5 separate regions of the Mus musculus genome follow, and regions 1, 3, 4 and 5 are each linked to region 2. Evidence: chromatin contacts called from public HiChIP or PLAC-seq data. All regions are on one chromosome and are shown on one strand. The core of a region is the stretch at or near the end of the contact, and the rest is flanking DNA. Distances in the headings are between cores, read along the strand shown.

The links. HiChIP or PLAC-seq counts read pairs in DNA pulled down with a chosen protein or histone mark.
Region 1: an H3K27ac HiChIP or PLAC-seq map of the NIH/3T3 cell line shows a contact between it and region 2, with 3 times the contacts expected there. The contact joins two enhancer-like sites. A contact is called at or near these places in 1 of 484 Hi-C or Micro-C datasets (cumulus cells) and 7 of 115 datasets of contacts at active chromatin or transcription factors (the NIH/3T3 cell line, VIP interneurons, cardiomyocytes and 3 more).
Region 3: a contact with region 2 is called in an HNF4G HiChIP or PLAC-seq map of pancreatic cancer cells. The contact joins two enhancer-like sites. A contact is called at or near these places in 1 of 115 datasets of contacts at active chromatin or transcription factors (pancreatic cancer cells) and 1 of 9 other capture datasets (embryonic stem cells).
Region 4: an HNF4G HiChIP or PLAC-seq map of pancreatic cancer cells shows a contact between it and region 2. The contact joins two enhancer-like sites. A contact is called at or near these places in 1 of 115 datasets of contacts at active chromatin or transcription factors (pancreatic cancer cells) and 1 of 9 other capture datasets (embryonic stem cells).
Region 5: a FOXA1 HiChIP or PLAC-seq map of pancreatic cancer cells shows a contact between it and region 2. The contact joins two enhancer-like sites. A contact is called at or near these places in 3 of 484 Hi-C or Micro-C datasets (cerebral cortex, cortical neurons and embryonic fibroblasts), 1 of 115 datasets of contacts at active chromatin or transcription factors (pancreatic cancer cells) and 1 of 9 other capture datasets (liver).

Annotation. Positions count from the first base shown.
Region 1 is chr5:31,628,861-31,631,560 of GRCm38.p6, forward strand. The region is part of intron 7 of Rbks (ribokinase); the gene reads right to left. The region is part of intron 2 of Gm38424 (a long non-coding RNA gene); the gene reads left to right. Among named protein-coding and RNA genes, the nearest start is that of Mrpl33, 16 kb to the left of the region's middle. Within about 2 kb of position 1,426, at least 145 of the 459 cell types and tissues checked have an H3K27ac peak or open chromatin away from gene starts, as enhancers often do. A contact at or near this core is called in the NIH/3T3 cell line and pancreatic cancer cells, where this site is marked.
Region 2 is chr5:32,034,527-32,037,226 of GRCm38.p6, forward strand. The region is part of intron 10 of Babam2 (BRISC and BRCA1 A complex member 2); the gene reads left to right. Among named protein-coding and RNA genes, the nearest start is that of Gm52770, 37 kb to the left of the region's middle. Within about 2 kb of position 1,410, at least 115 of the 459 cell types and tissues checked have an H3K27ac peak or open chromatin away from gene starts, as enhancers often do. A contact at or near this core is called in the NIH/3T3 cell line, embryonic fibroblasts and pancreatic cancer cells, where this site is marked.
Region 3 is chr5:32,344,977-32,347,676 of GRCm38.p6, forward strand. It overlaps Plb1 (phospholipase B1), which reads left to right. Exons shown (of 59, transcript NM_001081407.1): 49 at 400-443; 50 at 661-760. All of the region lies in intron 1 of Gm36840 (a long non-coding RNA gene), which reads right to left. Among named protein-coding and RNA genes, the nearest start is that of Gm36840, 8.5 kb to the right of the region's middle. Within about 2 kb of position 1,400, at least 168 of the 459 cell types and tissues checked have an H3K27ac peak or open chromatin away from gene starts, as enhancers often do. A contact at or near this core is called in pancreatic cancer cells, where this site is marked.
Region 4 is chr5:32,440,235-32,442,934 of GRCm38.p6, forward strand. No RefSeq gene overlaps it. Among named protein-coding and RNA genes, the nearest start is that of Ppp1cb, 17 kb to the right of the region's middle. Within about 2 kb of position 1,332, at least 33 of the 459 cell types and tissues checked have an H3K27ac peak or open chromatin away from gene starts, as enhancers often do. A contact at or near this core is called in pancreatic cancer cells, where this site is marked.
Region 5 is chr5:31,749,789-31,752,488 of GRCm38.p6, forward strand. All of the region lies in intron 3 of Babam2 (BRISC and BRCA1 A complex member 2), which reads left to right. Among named protein-coding and RNA genes, the nearest start is that of Babam2, 53 kb to the left of the region's middle. Within about 2 kb of position 1,368, at least 64 of the 459 cell types and tissues checked have an H3K27ac peak or open chromatin away from gene starts, as enhancers often do. A contact at or near this core is called in embryonic fibroblasts and pancreatic cancer cells, where this site is marked.

The DNA.
Region 1 (2,700 bases), core at 176-2,675, 410 kb before region 2:
CTGAGGAAACTGATTCTCCTTGGTTCAAGGCATGTCAACAACTCTTCGATATTTAAAGAAAAGGCAGCGCTCACAGGCACAGTTTTCAGCGAGGTCATCTGTGTGGGACTCCAGTGACATAGCAGGACTGCCACCTCTTTATGACCTCGATTGTGCTAGGGTGTGGATGACCACTTGCATGTAATTCTGCACTACAGTGGCTCAAGTTTGCTGTGGAAACCTTACAGGGAAGGCAGACATTGCTTAGTCTTGTCTAGGGAAGGGTTTAGGAAGGACAGGCGGAGAGGCTTTCTTGACTGCCTGTGGGAAGAGCTTGTGTCAGGGATAAACACGAAGATCATGAATCTCTCCCTGTGCCCTGCATGCGATACCGTGTTGGTTACTTTTGCATCACTGTGACCAAAGAACTGAGTAAAAGAGGAGGAGAGGGTTGTTTTCCTCATTATTCCAGGGCTGGGGCAGGGGTCCGTAAGGACAAGAAAAGCACTTCATGGTAGGAGTGTGTGGCTTGACATAGCCTTCAAAGGCCTGTGCCTAGCAACTCACCTGCTGGCCTGGCTGTTTGTCCTCCAGGTCCTCTGTGCCACCCCCTGGGGGACAAGCACTCAGAATGTGAGTGTGAGGGGACCAATTGGATTCAAATCACAGCAGGTACCATTTCCTCTATGCTTGCCACAGGAGCAGAGAGTTTGAACTAGATTGCCTCAGGCAGGTGTGGGGGAAGAAGGGGACAACAGAGGAATTGTTGTTTTCAGGGGATAAAGGCTGAGAAGGACAATCAGAGACTCTTTACTGCTGAGGGAGGAACAACAACCAGGAGGGACTCAACAGGAAGGAGAAAATGCAGGAAACTGAGGAAGGTAAGAAAGATGGAGAAGATGGGAGGAAACTGGCCATGGCCAGAGCAGGCCTGGGGGTTTCAAGCAGGTACTGTCGTCCTGGGAGTGAGAGGCTGAAGTGTAACAACAGAGATCAGAAGTCACCAGAGCTGAGGCTACCTGGAAACTATGGGAGGGAGGGAGGGAGGGAGGGAGGGAGGGAGGGAGAGAGAGAGAGAGAGAGAGAGAGAGAGAGAGAGAGAGAGAGAGAGAGAGAGAGCACATGCCATTCTAAGAATGCCTCATCTTACAGGAGGGGGGTACCAGCAATGAAACAGGCTTATAAGAGTCCTAGTTTGTCAAATTCCAGATGACAGAAAATGGGTGAGTTGGAAGGAATGACAGATATTAAATGTGGTTGGGAAAATCCCCAAGGTAAAACACTTGCTGGGCAGCACCGCAGCTCCCGGGTGATCTTGCGAGAGTGATGTCAGCCCTGAGGCTTCATCTGTTAGGAATCTGAACCCACATGGCATGATTCAGAGGCCAAACTGCCCGAGCCACCCGAACAGAGCCCCCACATTCCTCCTGGATGTCTTCACACATTCCATCTGACAAGTAGATACCACTTGCTTTTCTTTTCAAGGCCTCTCCCTCCATAGAGCTATTCAGAGCCCACACTGCAGGCTGAATTCCTTAGTCTGCTTGTGGTTTCAGAAATGGCTGAAACATGATGACACACCATTTCTTTTTCAAGGATTTGACTAGGGGCTCAGGAGAGAGCAGATGTAAATTGTCAGGGTCCCCACTACCTTCTACATGGTGCTGGGGGCCAGATTTGCTCTAGAGCACTCGGGTCAGCCCTGCTCTCTGCATTTGGTTCGGAATGGAATTGCCTTCCAGGGATCATTTTAGGGAGCTGCCTCAGTTGCTCTAGGCTGGCCTGGCAGTCAGGCCTACCCTCCTCTGGCACTGATGTCTAAGCATACACTTCTGCCTCCTTCCCCTGTCCAGGAGCTGAGGCATGAGAACCTGATTGGGTTTAGGCATCCCAAACTTCAGGGACACCATGCAGAAGGACCTTTTAATCTCTCTTCAGTCTCTTTGTTACCTCAGTCATCTTTTAGGGATGGTGAGTGGGTTGCCTTCTCACTTGTATTGAAGCCTCTCTGCCATTTGAAAAACTCACAACTGAGATGTTTTCTCAAGTGGAACCATGCACAAATGGGGTGGGGTCAGACAGATCCAAAACCCCCATTTGACTGATGTACTGGTTGTGTGATCTCTGGCAGGTTGTTCAGCTTTTCTGCATCTATTTACCTGTATGATGGGACTGTTGTAGCTACTAATTCAGACAATGTCAGGGGGTCCAGGAGAGCCTGGCAGAATGGGTGTTCAACACAGCAGGGCAGACTACATGGTATATCAGAGGCCATTTCTTTTACATGTAGTAGAAACTCATGACCTAGATGAGTGGGGGCAGACAAGGTTCCAGGAACAGAAGGGGTCACCATCATAGGGACTCCATCCTTTGAGAGTTAGAGCAAGGTTGATTTTCTGTTCCCAGCTCAGAGGAGAAGAGTCAGAGGGCTTGGAAGGGGTAGAAGCTAGTATCCTAGAGCCCCTGATTATGCAGGCCAGGATGTAAAGAGCTCCAGCAGTGGCCATCAGAATTTCCCCGGAACTTTGACCTTCACTCCGCTGTGGGCTAGGTGAGGTTCTCCATGAACCCTTTAGTGAGTTCATGAGAATCTGAAAGGAAATAAACCTTGAGACCTGTGATTCATGTAATTTATGTCAAATAGCCCAAAGAGTTGTTTGTGAGCTTTGAAACCTGGGGCTGAGAACATAGCAGAACAGGCTAGGACATGCCCGGGCAGGC
Region 2 (2,700 bases), core at 160-2,659:
ATTCAGGTGATCCAGCTGACCTATTTAATATAAATCAAGGAGTCAGGAAGGACTGGAGTGACTCAGCCTCTGCCTGGCTGGAGCCGTCAATGGGCTTTGTAGCCTATTTCCTGGGGACGTTTTCAGCTAAATCAATGATTTCATCATTCTATCCCTAAGCACCCTCAGCAGCTAGTTGCGACTGTTCACGTGACTGTCTGGGTGAGGCCAAGAGGTCTGACCTCTGACAGGAGAAGCTGGGACAGTGGTGGCAAGTGTTAGGCTTGGTGGTAGTAGGAAGTTTGTTCCTTTCCAGTCTCCCCAAGTAAGCCAGAGTGTGAGTGAGTGGCACTTTGGTATCTGAGCAGCTTTGCCTCACTCGTGAAGAGAGGAGCTCCATGGAGACAGCCGCTTCCTGCCCCTGGTTGAATTCATTGTACAGGCTGGGGTAGGAAGACAGCGAGTTGGCAATGGAAGTCTCACCAGGCAATCTGAAGACCAGAGGTCAGGCCTGAGCGTCAGAAAGTAGCCAAGTGGACAGGTAGAGTGCCAAGGCTTAGTGTATGTCTCTAGGATCCAAAGATGAACATTTAATGCATACAAACTTATTGGCGCAGCTATGCCTTTTATCAAAAAAGTCATACATTTACAGTCCAGAATTGTTAAGAAAATAGAATTATCAAGAGATGTCTTTCCATAGTCAATATGTTCTCCTTACTAAGAGAAACGTCTTTAGCCTAAAATATTAAAATTCTAGCTCTCATATGCTGGTAGGAATAGCTTTACTTATTTGACTGACTGACTGATTGATTGATTAGCAGGATTTCTAGTCCAGGGTGGCCTCAAACTCATTAGGTAGCCTAGGACGACCTTGGACTTTTGATCTTACAACCACACCCAAGTTTATGCAGTGCTGGGCATGGAACCCTGGGTCTTATAAATGCTAGGCAAACCTTCTGAAAAACTGAAAAACATCTCAAGCCCAGGGATAGCTTCCAGTGAATTCCTTCCCCACAAGCTCTATTTACAATCCTGAACATCTCAAGCATTGGGTACATTATGTTTTTTTTTTTTTCCTAAAAAAAAAAAAATGTTCCCTGAAACCTTCTTCCCTTCTCCTTTCCCCAGTTCACCAAATTCTTATCTGAAGCTTGAGGGAGAAGAAAATGGGGGCTAATATGACAACAAGATTTGTACCTTCACAAGTAAATATCACAACTGAGCTGGGTAACTACTTGTGGAAGCTTGTTAGGTCACAGTGACTCACTTGCGTAGATGAGGTTATTTTTAGAGCTGTAATTTGTACTGTTTAGAAAAGAAGAAAGAGATGGTAAAAGGCTAGATAGCTCATTATAGTTTACAGAGCTCATGAACCCAGCATCCATGCAAAAGATGACTAAGCAAGGGGTCGGGTGGTACTTTCTCTCAGAATTTCACAGACGTGAGTCATCCACTTCAGCCTGCAGACACAGCATCAGGTACCTGTGACTCAGCTCCCATTTAGACAGAGCACTAGAATTCAATTCTGATACGCTTTTGTAGCTAAGTAGTGAGGAAATTACATAGCAAAGCAAAATAGGCCTTTGTACCAGGCAGCCATCCAATGTTTAAGCAAGGACTGATTGATCTTCGTCTCTGGTCTTTCAAAGAATCTGTTTATGATCCATGCTAGGTGATGTCTTTTCATTCTGCTGCGTCACACTGCAGTGCATCTCACCACACTGGCTCTTCTGACCCAAGTATTCAGTCTCACAGCTTCTCCACTCCCATGTCCAGCCAGCACGTCCTAAAACCAGGAGTGTGTGTGTGTGTATGTGTGTGTGTGTGTGTGTGTGTGTGTGTGTGTGTGTGTGTGTAAATCTTTAGCCTACAATATTAGCATATTAGTTCTCATGAGCTGCAAAAAAACAAAACAAAACAAAACTTCCAAAGGCTTTCCATTCCACGTTTACCTATGGTCAGAGTTATAAGAATATAATAATATTTTCTTCAAGTGTTTTTCTTTCTTTTTAAAAAATAAGTTCCCTTGTGCCCCAGGCTGCCTTTAAACTTACTCTATAACCAAACTTGAAGTCCTGATCCTTTTGTCTTTCCCTCTGAGTTCTGGTATGATCAGCACATGCCACTACCCCTGGCTTTAAAATGTTTTTTTCATGCTTAAAAAATTATACAACTACTCATGCACATAAGATTTCTCTGTAGATGAGCAGCCTGGTCAGTGCAAGTGTACATTCATCCAACAGGCTTTCTCTCTCTTCTCAGATGCTGAGCTCTGCTAGCCCAATTGTCATCAAGGCATAGCCTCACACACTTAGCTCCTGTTGTCACTTAATTACACAGTTTATTTAGAGTTAAGTCCTTAGAGTGTAACCTGTCTGTTTATATGTACAGAAAGTGGTCCCTTTCAGTTTGCAGACCTATTATTGGATTGTTTATAGCCAACAATAAATGTAACTATACTTATCAATGAAACATCAACAATGATTGCAAAAAGTAAGTACTTCAGAAAGAGACAGGATGTTTTCTCCCCTTTGCCTGCCTGTCCCAAGCCACTTGCAGCCATTTCTGACACTTGGCAGCTGCCTCTTTTACCATCTGTCGTCTTTGCTCCAAACCTGCTGTGTCAGTAGTACTGTTACCAGGAACAGCAGAACATGCACAGGCTAATGTCCTATTGTCACGGAAAGCCCTATGTATATTTAAGTCAACTCAGCAAACATT
Region 3 (2,700 bases), core at 150-2,649, 310 kb after region 2:
ACTGGTGGCATAAGCCTTTAAGCCCAGCACTCAGGCGGCAAAGGCAGGCGGACCTCTGTGAGTTCAAGGCCAGCCAGGTCTACAGAGTGGGTCTACAGAGTTCCAGGACAGCCAGGGCTACAGAAAGAAACCCTGTTTCAAACAAAACAAAACAAAACAAACAAACAAACAAAAGAGGTATAGCAAGTGGATTCCCCACCACCTGCTCAGGGGTAGGCCTAGTCCACATGGCCCAACTCTGATATCCAAAGAGACTGGGTGATGCTTGGGTTAGCTCTGAGGGTGGAAGGAGAAATGCCTCAAGGACAGAATCCCTCTGTCCTGACTCCTACCTGTGACAGCCCAGGAGGCCGAAGGTCAGTGCAACATTGACTGACAAAGTTACTTTCTCTTCCTCAGCATTGGAGGAGATGGAAAGTTGGAGACCCATACCACACTTCCCAGTAAGTATCCCTCACCAAAATGTCCACCATAACCCTCACTGAGACTAAGGGCTTCTGCCTACAGTGGGGGAAAGAGGGCACTGTCTGCAGGGGAGGAAATCGGCCAGCCCCAGAGGGATAAGCACCCACACACACACTCCCACCCACATGTGCTTCCAAACTACATGCCCACCTCAGTTCCTTTCAGCTGTGCTCTTTGCTTCATCCCTCTCTAAAGACATCCTGAAGAAGTTCAACCCTTCCATCACTGGATTCTCTACTGGTACCCTGGACAACAAGGCAGGATTAAATGTGGCAGAAGAAGGAGCCAGAGCTCAGTGAGTTGATGTGGGGACTAGCAAAGAGATTAAGGTGGGAATTTGGGAACAGCAAGGGGAAGTGTCTAGGACCCAGCTGGGTCGTAACCTCGGTACGCAGAGCATCCCTGAGTGCTGGACCTGCATCAGATCTTCCACGTGAATATCTCCTGTAATCTGTACACCGTTGGGCACAGGTACTATGGTGTGGGCTCTGTGGCTAGAGACATTCTTAAACAGCCAAAGTCACCTAGAAAGTTATGAGGGAAGAACCTGGATCAAACCATTCCTGAACATAGCCCTGACCACTGCACTGTTAAAGGGGCAATAGGAGCCCGTCTACTACACAAGCAGGCTCTGTCCCTGCTGGCTCCAGTCCCACCTCCTGTCTCTCAGGGACATGAGCCATCTGTTCAGAGTGGCTCACAACATCGTGAATCGCTCAGTTCGCTTCCTCTGCTTTTCTCTGTCTTGTCTCATATCCTTGACAGTTGGCTGTCAGGGCCCCTCACATAGCTCAGCAGTGGTTGTTTTCTCTGGGCTCTCTGTTGTTGACAGAAACCCAGGTAATGAAAGCTGAAATGTCTGACTGGGTTCATTGACTTCCTGCACGGAGCAGAGCACAGAGCATAGAGCGTGCTGGGTATTTGCTTTGCAGAAGGATCGCTGCTGTGTTCTTGTCACCAGGGAGACGGCACAGGCTTGACTCACTCTGCTTACAGAGAACATTCCTTTTGGAAGCCTAACCAGGACCCAGGGCTCAGTGTGAATCTCCATGCTGCAGAAGCCGTGATAGCTCCTCAGTGTCACATGAGGAAGGACTACTTTGTCTACAAAACACTGGGCCCTGTGGGCGTTCTAGCACCTAGTGACTGTTAGGATTACTGTCCTGAGCATGGAGCCCAGGCTTTAGGGCTGGCTCCTCAGTCTGTCAGTCCTCCTCCTCCTCCTCCTCCTCCTCCTCCCCCTCCTAGTAACTGTCATGATCATAGAACCCAGGCTTTGTTCACCAGGGCCTGGTTCCTCAGCCTGTCAGTGCTCCCACTCCTCCTCCACATAGTTACTGTCATATGCATGGAGCCCAGGCTTTGATCACCAGGCTCTGTCAGTGCTCCTCCTCCTCCTCCTTCTTCTCCTCTTCTCTTCCCTTCCTCCTCTCTCTTTGGGAGGGGGCATGTGGGTATGTGCATTCAGGTACATGTATACATGTACTCCTTGTGCTCCTACAAGTTGAGGCCAGAGGACAATGTCATATTCCAATCAATAACTCACCAGCATTAAATTTTCAAAGATTTCTTTTGTGTGCATGTGTGTGTGCCTGTGTGCCCTCCTGTGCCTGCAGAGGCCAGAAGAGAGGGTTGGGGGTCCCTAGAGCTAGAGACACAGACGGCTATAAGCTGCTTGGCATGAAAACTGAATGCTTGTCCTTTGCAAGCAAACATTTTTAACTGCTGAGTTTTCTCTCCAGCCCTCTGATGTTATTATTTGTGTGTGGTGTGTATACACGTGGGAGGTGCGTGGTCATCTTTGAGAAGCCAGTTCTCTCCTTCCATCATGGACTTCCAGGACTCAGACTCTGGGTTTTCAGGCTTGTGTGTAGCAAGCACTTTCCCTCACTGAACCAACTCGCTGCCCTCCTCACTTTGTATTTTGAGACCCAGTCTCCCTCTGAGCCTGGAGCTCACCAATATGGCTAGTTAGCTGGCTAGTGAATTTCAAGGGTGCACCGTCTCTACCCCAAGGAGAGTACAGGGGTACACTGCTGTGCCTGGCTTTTACATGGGCACTGCGGATTCCAACGCAGGTCCTCACGCTTGCATAGCGAGCACTTTACCCACTGAGCTGTCTCTCTTCAGTCTCCCGCCTCCCTTCCCCTCCCCTCCCCTCCCCTCCCCTCCCCTCCCCTCCCCTCCCCTTCCCACCCTGCCCTGCACCTCTGCCTGAGCAGAGGCAGTAGTAGG
Region 4 (2,700 bases), core at 82-2,581, 410 kb after region 2:
TTCTCTCCTCTGATCTAACTCTCAGAAGGTAACATTACTTCCTATTTCCAGGCCTTTTTGGAAGTTATTGTTATCCCATCTGCTGCCAATAAGGGTTTTTGTTTGCTTGTTTGTTTTTGTTTTTCTTTTTTAGTCTCATTTGAAAAAAATCCTCAGCGCAAGTGTTTTTACTCTGCTTTTAAACTTGGCTACTTAAATTCAAGCACTTAGATTGTTTTTGCCTGATTTCACATGGCAGTAAAGCCTGGGTGAGTGCTCACAAATACTGAGTGAGAGCCTCCATCTAACTCGTCAGCTTTTTACTTGGCACAGCTTTAAAATCTCTGATCAAAACCCAAAGGAGGTAGATCAAAGCACTTTGCCCTTAAGGAGAGAAATAGTTGGATGCCGCTAATGTCTCAGGTCAGAAACATTTTCTTTTGTTCTCTGCCTTTCTTTCTCCTCTCCCTATATTAGGAGAGTCTGAACAGGGAAAATATAATATAATAAAAGATTTCTGAGTCAGCTGAGCATAGTGGCACACACCTTCAATCCCACCTTTGGGGTCCAGGGGTCAGGGAGGAGGCAGGCAGATTTCTGAGTTCAAGGCCAGCCTGGTTTACAGAGTGAGTTTCAGGACAGCCAAGGGCTACACAGAGAGACCTTGTCTCAAAAACAAAAACAAAAATAAATAGATAAGATTATATATACACGTGTGTGTGTGTGTGTGTGTGTGTGTGTGTGTGTGTGTGTGTGTTGGGGTGGAGATGTTGTTCAATTGGTAAAGACCTTATGCATGTAACATACTTGAGGCCCTGGGTTTGATCCCCAGCTCTTCTTAAACCAGCCTTGGGACTCTGCTGTGCAGAGTGTGCTAGAAAGTGATTAGGTGAGGCCATCAGTGACAGCCTCTCTGAAGGGTAGCATTTTAGATGAAACTTGAATGACAGGAGAGGCGCCAATCCAAAAAAAAAAAAAAAAGGAGGTAGGATGGATCACAGGAAGATGAGGATGGAGAACAGGTCAGGGCCAGCAAAGATCAGGACAGAGCTCAGCAGTAGTGGCAGTCCAGGGAAGGACAGGGAGGAGATGGAGACCAAGAAGAACAGTCTTCCATTAAGAGGCTGTAAAATGTGTGCGTGGCAAATACAGCCCATGATTTCCTCATTTAGAGAGCATAGCCATTGTGATTGCTTTATGCTGCCTTGTTTTATTTGCCCTGTTTTTAAAATGTGTGATAAGGAAGGAGGGGTGCACCAGATGGGCTGTTTCAGCCTTCATGACATTGGCCCTGGCCAAGTTCACTGTGTATCTTTTCCAAATTTACTAGGCTATGACTCAAGCCAACCATGACAAATGGCATTCGAAAAAGCAAAAGGGCAGAGATGTTTAAACTGTATCGACATGGGCCTCAGTGTCTCAGAGGTCACAGGTGTTGAAAAGGGTAAAAAGGCAGGACCCAGGGGAGTGACTCTGGCTGAACAGTTCTAGTAAACTGAATAAGCTTTCCCCTCTGGAAGGACAGAAGCATCAGGAGTCTGAATTCTACATGTTTCTTCTCATTTGGTGCATGGACAAATTAATAGAAAGATAGATGGCCTTAAAATATGTGTGTCGGGTCGAGGCATGTGGCTCAGCAGTTAGAAAGCTGAGGCAGGAGTACTGCCAGGAGTTCAAGGATGAGACAGAGAGAGAGAGAGAGAGAGAGAGAGAGAGAGAGAGAGAGAGAGAGAGAGAGAGAGAAGGGGTAGAAGAAAGAAAAGGGAGAGCTAAGCAGAGAGCTCTAGGTGTAACATCTTTGCTGAACAAATATGAGAACTTGAGTTCAATGTAAAAAAGCAAGGCATGGTGGTACAAATGAGTCAAGGATGACTACAGAGGCTCGCTGACGAGCCATCCTGACCAAATCAGTGAGCCCCAGGTCTCATTAAGAAACCTTGTCTCAACATACAAGGTGGCTGGCTTCTGAGGAACAACACTCAAAGTTAACCTCTGGCCTACACACACACAAGCACACACACACACACAAGCACACACACACACATGCAAGCACACATAGTGCACAGGCACACTCACACACATACGCCCATAACACATTCTTCTTCTAAATTATGTTGGTCTGAGGTCAAGAGTTTGTAATTCCATTGCTCTTGGCTCACTTAAGAAAGAGCTGGCACTGAAAAGACAATTAGCATTAATCAGAATTATAATGGGCTGACTAATAAGTACAGTATCACTTCTTCATTATTTATATCTGTTGGTCAGCACAGGCTCTTCCTGGTAGGATTCGTGGTTGTGGGAGGTCCTGGGGATTGAATCCAGGACTTAGTACTGGGCAGAGAAGCACTCTACCACAGAGCTACTTCTCAATCCTTAATTTTATTTTCTATTTCTAGACAGAATCACTAAGTGGGCTGGCCTCAAACTCAACAATCCTCCTGCATCAGCCTCCAGAACTGGAATTACAAGCAGGCACTACTGTTGTCAGCTAGATCAATATAGTTAGGAAACCAAATTAAGGCCAGTAAGGAGTCATATCCCTGTATTCCTAATACCTAAGAGGCTAATGAAGGAGGCTAGCCAGTTAAAGGCTAGCCTGGGATACATAGCCAGAACCTGTCTCCAAAAAAAAAAAAAAAGGGTGGGAGATGGGGGGAAGCTAGGGGTAGGGGTGTAAAGGAGAAAAAAAGGAAGCAATTTTCCATCAAGAAGTTGAAATTT
Region 5 (2,700 bases), core at 118-2,617, 280 kb before region 2:
ACAGCCTAATCTTTCTTAGTAGAGTTTTAAAAAGACTGTTCCCAGACTGCTGCCGAACCTCCAGCTTGTAGAAATCCCTTTCACATCCCAGATCTAAGCAAGATAATCACCGTATAGATATAAAACCGAATTCACTGGTGACGCTGCTTTGGTATTTACCTGTTGACACCATCCCTGTTAATATCATTTGCATACACCCTCCACACACTCAAATGCTATATGATTGCTGACTTGTAGAGGGAAGGGAACTTAATATCTTGGTAGGATTATATTTTTAGAGATGGAGAATTATATCCATTAAAAAAAACTTAGCCAAAAATATGGCAAAATCAGAAAATGCTTGCAAGATTTGGGATATTCTAGGGAATTACAGAGATTTCAAGTAAAGACCAAGGATCTCTAATTTGTGAGGAGAATAAAGAGGCAGAGGCAACAGAGAGATGGGTAGACAGCCCTTGTTGGAGGAAAAAGAGAAAATGATTAAAAGTTTTTAAATGTATTCTGAAAAAAATAAAAAATGTATTCCGAATCAAATCTGTACTCCTCCCCCTCCTTGGGCCTTAGACATTGGAATCTGTCCCTATTATTGTTTTTCTCATGGTAAGCCCCTGCTTGATAGTGGTTGTGTTCAGTACATAGCAGAGCTGCAAACCAGCTCTCATTAGTTCTTTCTTTGTACTTGTGCCTAACCCTCTCCTTCTGGAGAAATGCCAGTTTGCCACTAAATTTAAATAAATAAGAACATGTCTCATCAATAGGGGTGGCAAATTTAGCCCCTCTTTAGAGCACTGAGCAATTTATGACCATATGTTAAATACCATAAAACAGCTTTAAAGCTTTGGTCCCTGGCCATTGCCAGATTGTACCGTAGGAGTGCGGCAGCGCTGCGAGGGACTGGGAATCTTTCCTCCGGCCCTTGCAGGCCTCAGCAACTCACTGATGTCACAGCCAAAGGGGCCTGTTTTCAAACATTCCCTTTATAAAGGTGAGAGCCCACAAGATCCCACTTGGCATTTGGGTACCGAGAAAGCAAGACTTCTTTTTAACTCATGAGGGTCAAAATTAGTATGGAAGTGTTGTGTGGGAGATGGAGCAGCTTGTCAGGGTGAGTGTGGGAGGCACGCACGTCAGGAGTAGGCAGTCGATGTCCTTCTCATTCTTGTTCTTGGAGCATGAACTGGGCTTTACATGGTACCAGGCAACCAAATACTGCATTTCTCACTCATTTCCTTCTTGCCAGCTTTCATGGAATTAATATTAATGTTACAACAATTTAAAAATTTCATACTAAGGAGCTGCCAGCTGTAAGGATTCCTTTTCTCCCAGGAGCGTGACTCATTATTTGGTGAACTCCAAATATTAGTTTTTCTTTTTACCATCATCACTGCCTGTGACTCACACATGGCATATCGTGGGCTCATGGCTGAGATCATGTTGGTGCGTGCAGGCAAACATGATTCTTGCTCAGGTGGTTCTGCATGGTCTCAGATGGAGGCTCAACACAGACGGAAGAACAATGGAAGCAGGGCCAGGACCACTAAGTGCAGATAGGCCTGGCAAGGCTCTGGGTAGCATTTCTCTGATGCATCTTCTGGAAAGATAACTGTTCTCTCAGAGAAAGATGATGGAATTTGGTTGTCAAAGGTCCAGGATCCCCAGCCTTCTGGAATGTGTATGTGCCAGCCTCAGGGGTGAAATCTGGCAGTTCGTGTGTGCTCTGTGCTCTGTCCTCCCTGTGTAGACCATTCTGTTTGGTCCTCTATCAGTAGCTGCTTTCCTGTACATGTGAGGCAATTGGCATGTGTCTCTAGGACGTGCAGTTGGGAAGCTCTGTTGTATTCTTCATAAGGCAGGAAACACACTATTGTTTCTTGTTGTTGCTTTCTTCCTTTGAAAGAACAAATTACTTCAAACTTTGGCAAATTATAAAGGCTTTGGATAGGTAGCAGTTTGAAAGAACTCTGCCCATATTGCTGGACTAGGGCAAAAATGCAAGTGATCTTTCTTGTCACCTCTAAGTCTGGCCTTGTTTTCCCATGATGCAGATGTGTGCAGTAGAACATCTGTGAAGAGTGGAAGTCCTCTCCCCAGTGCAGATGAAGTCTTTAGAGGGACAACAGGATTTTGCTTTGCTTAGAGTGTTTGATTTTAAGCTTCAGTCTAATTAATTAGGCCATATTGTTGCCTACTTAATTCTTCTGTTTCTTTCAGCACTCAGAACTTCTGCTCCTGTTACTGGCATCTGTTAAGTCTCTTTACCTGAGTGAATTTCTTGAGTATTTGCCTCACAGTTTTCAAACTATAATGAACACAGAAGTGGTTAAAGTACCCTCTTCACCCTTTAAGATGAGAGAAACATCACTTTAGTCGTTTCTCAGTATCTTGCCATAGTGGATGGGAATTAGAAAAGGGAACATCTAGCTTTCTGTGAGTTGAAAGCTAGATTTTGGCAACTGATTTCTTCCTGTAGACTAGTAATTGCTTTTTTTAATCTTAGTCCACCAAAGAAAAGAACCTGTTTAATAAAGGGGATACCAACTCATGAGCGAGTTACTTTATTTAACATAGCACCCTGAGCTGTCTGTCGTGGCACAGGCTCTTTGTACTCCAGGCTATTCTTTTCATTTCTATGAGAGAGAAGCCTGTCTTTAGCAGGGTCCAGTAGCATATGAAGTGTAACTGTGGTCTTGCATCATAGCT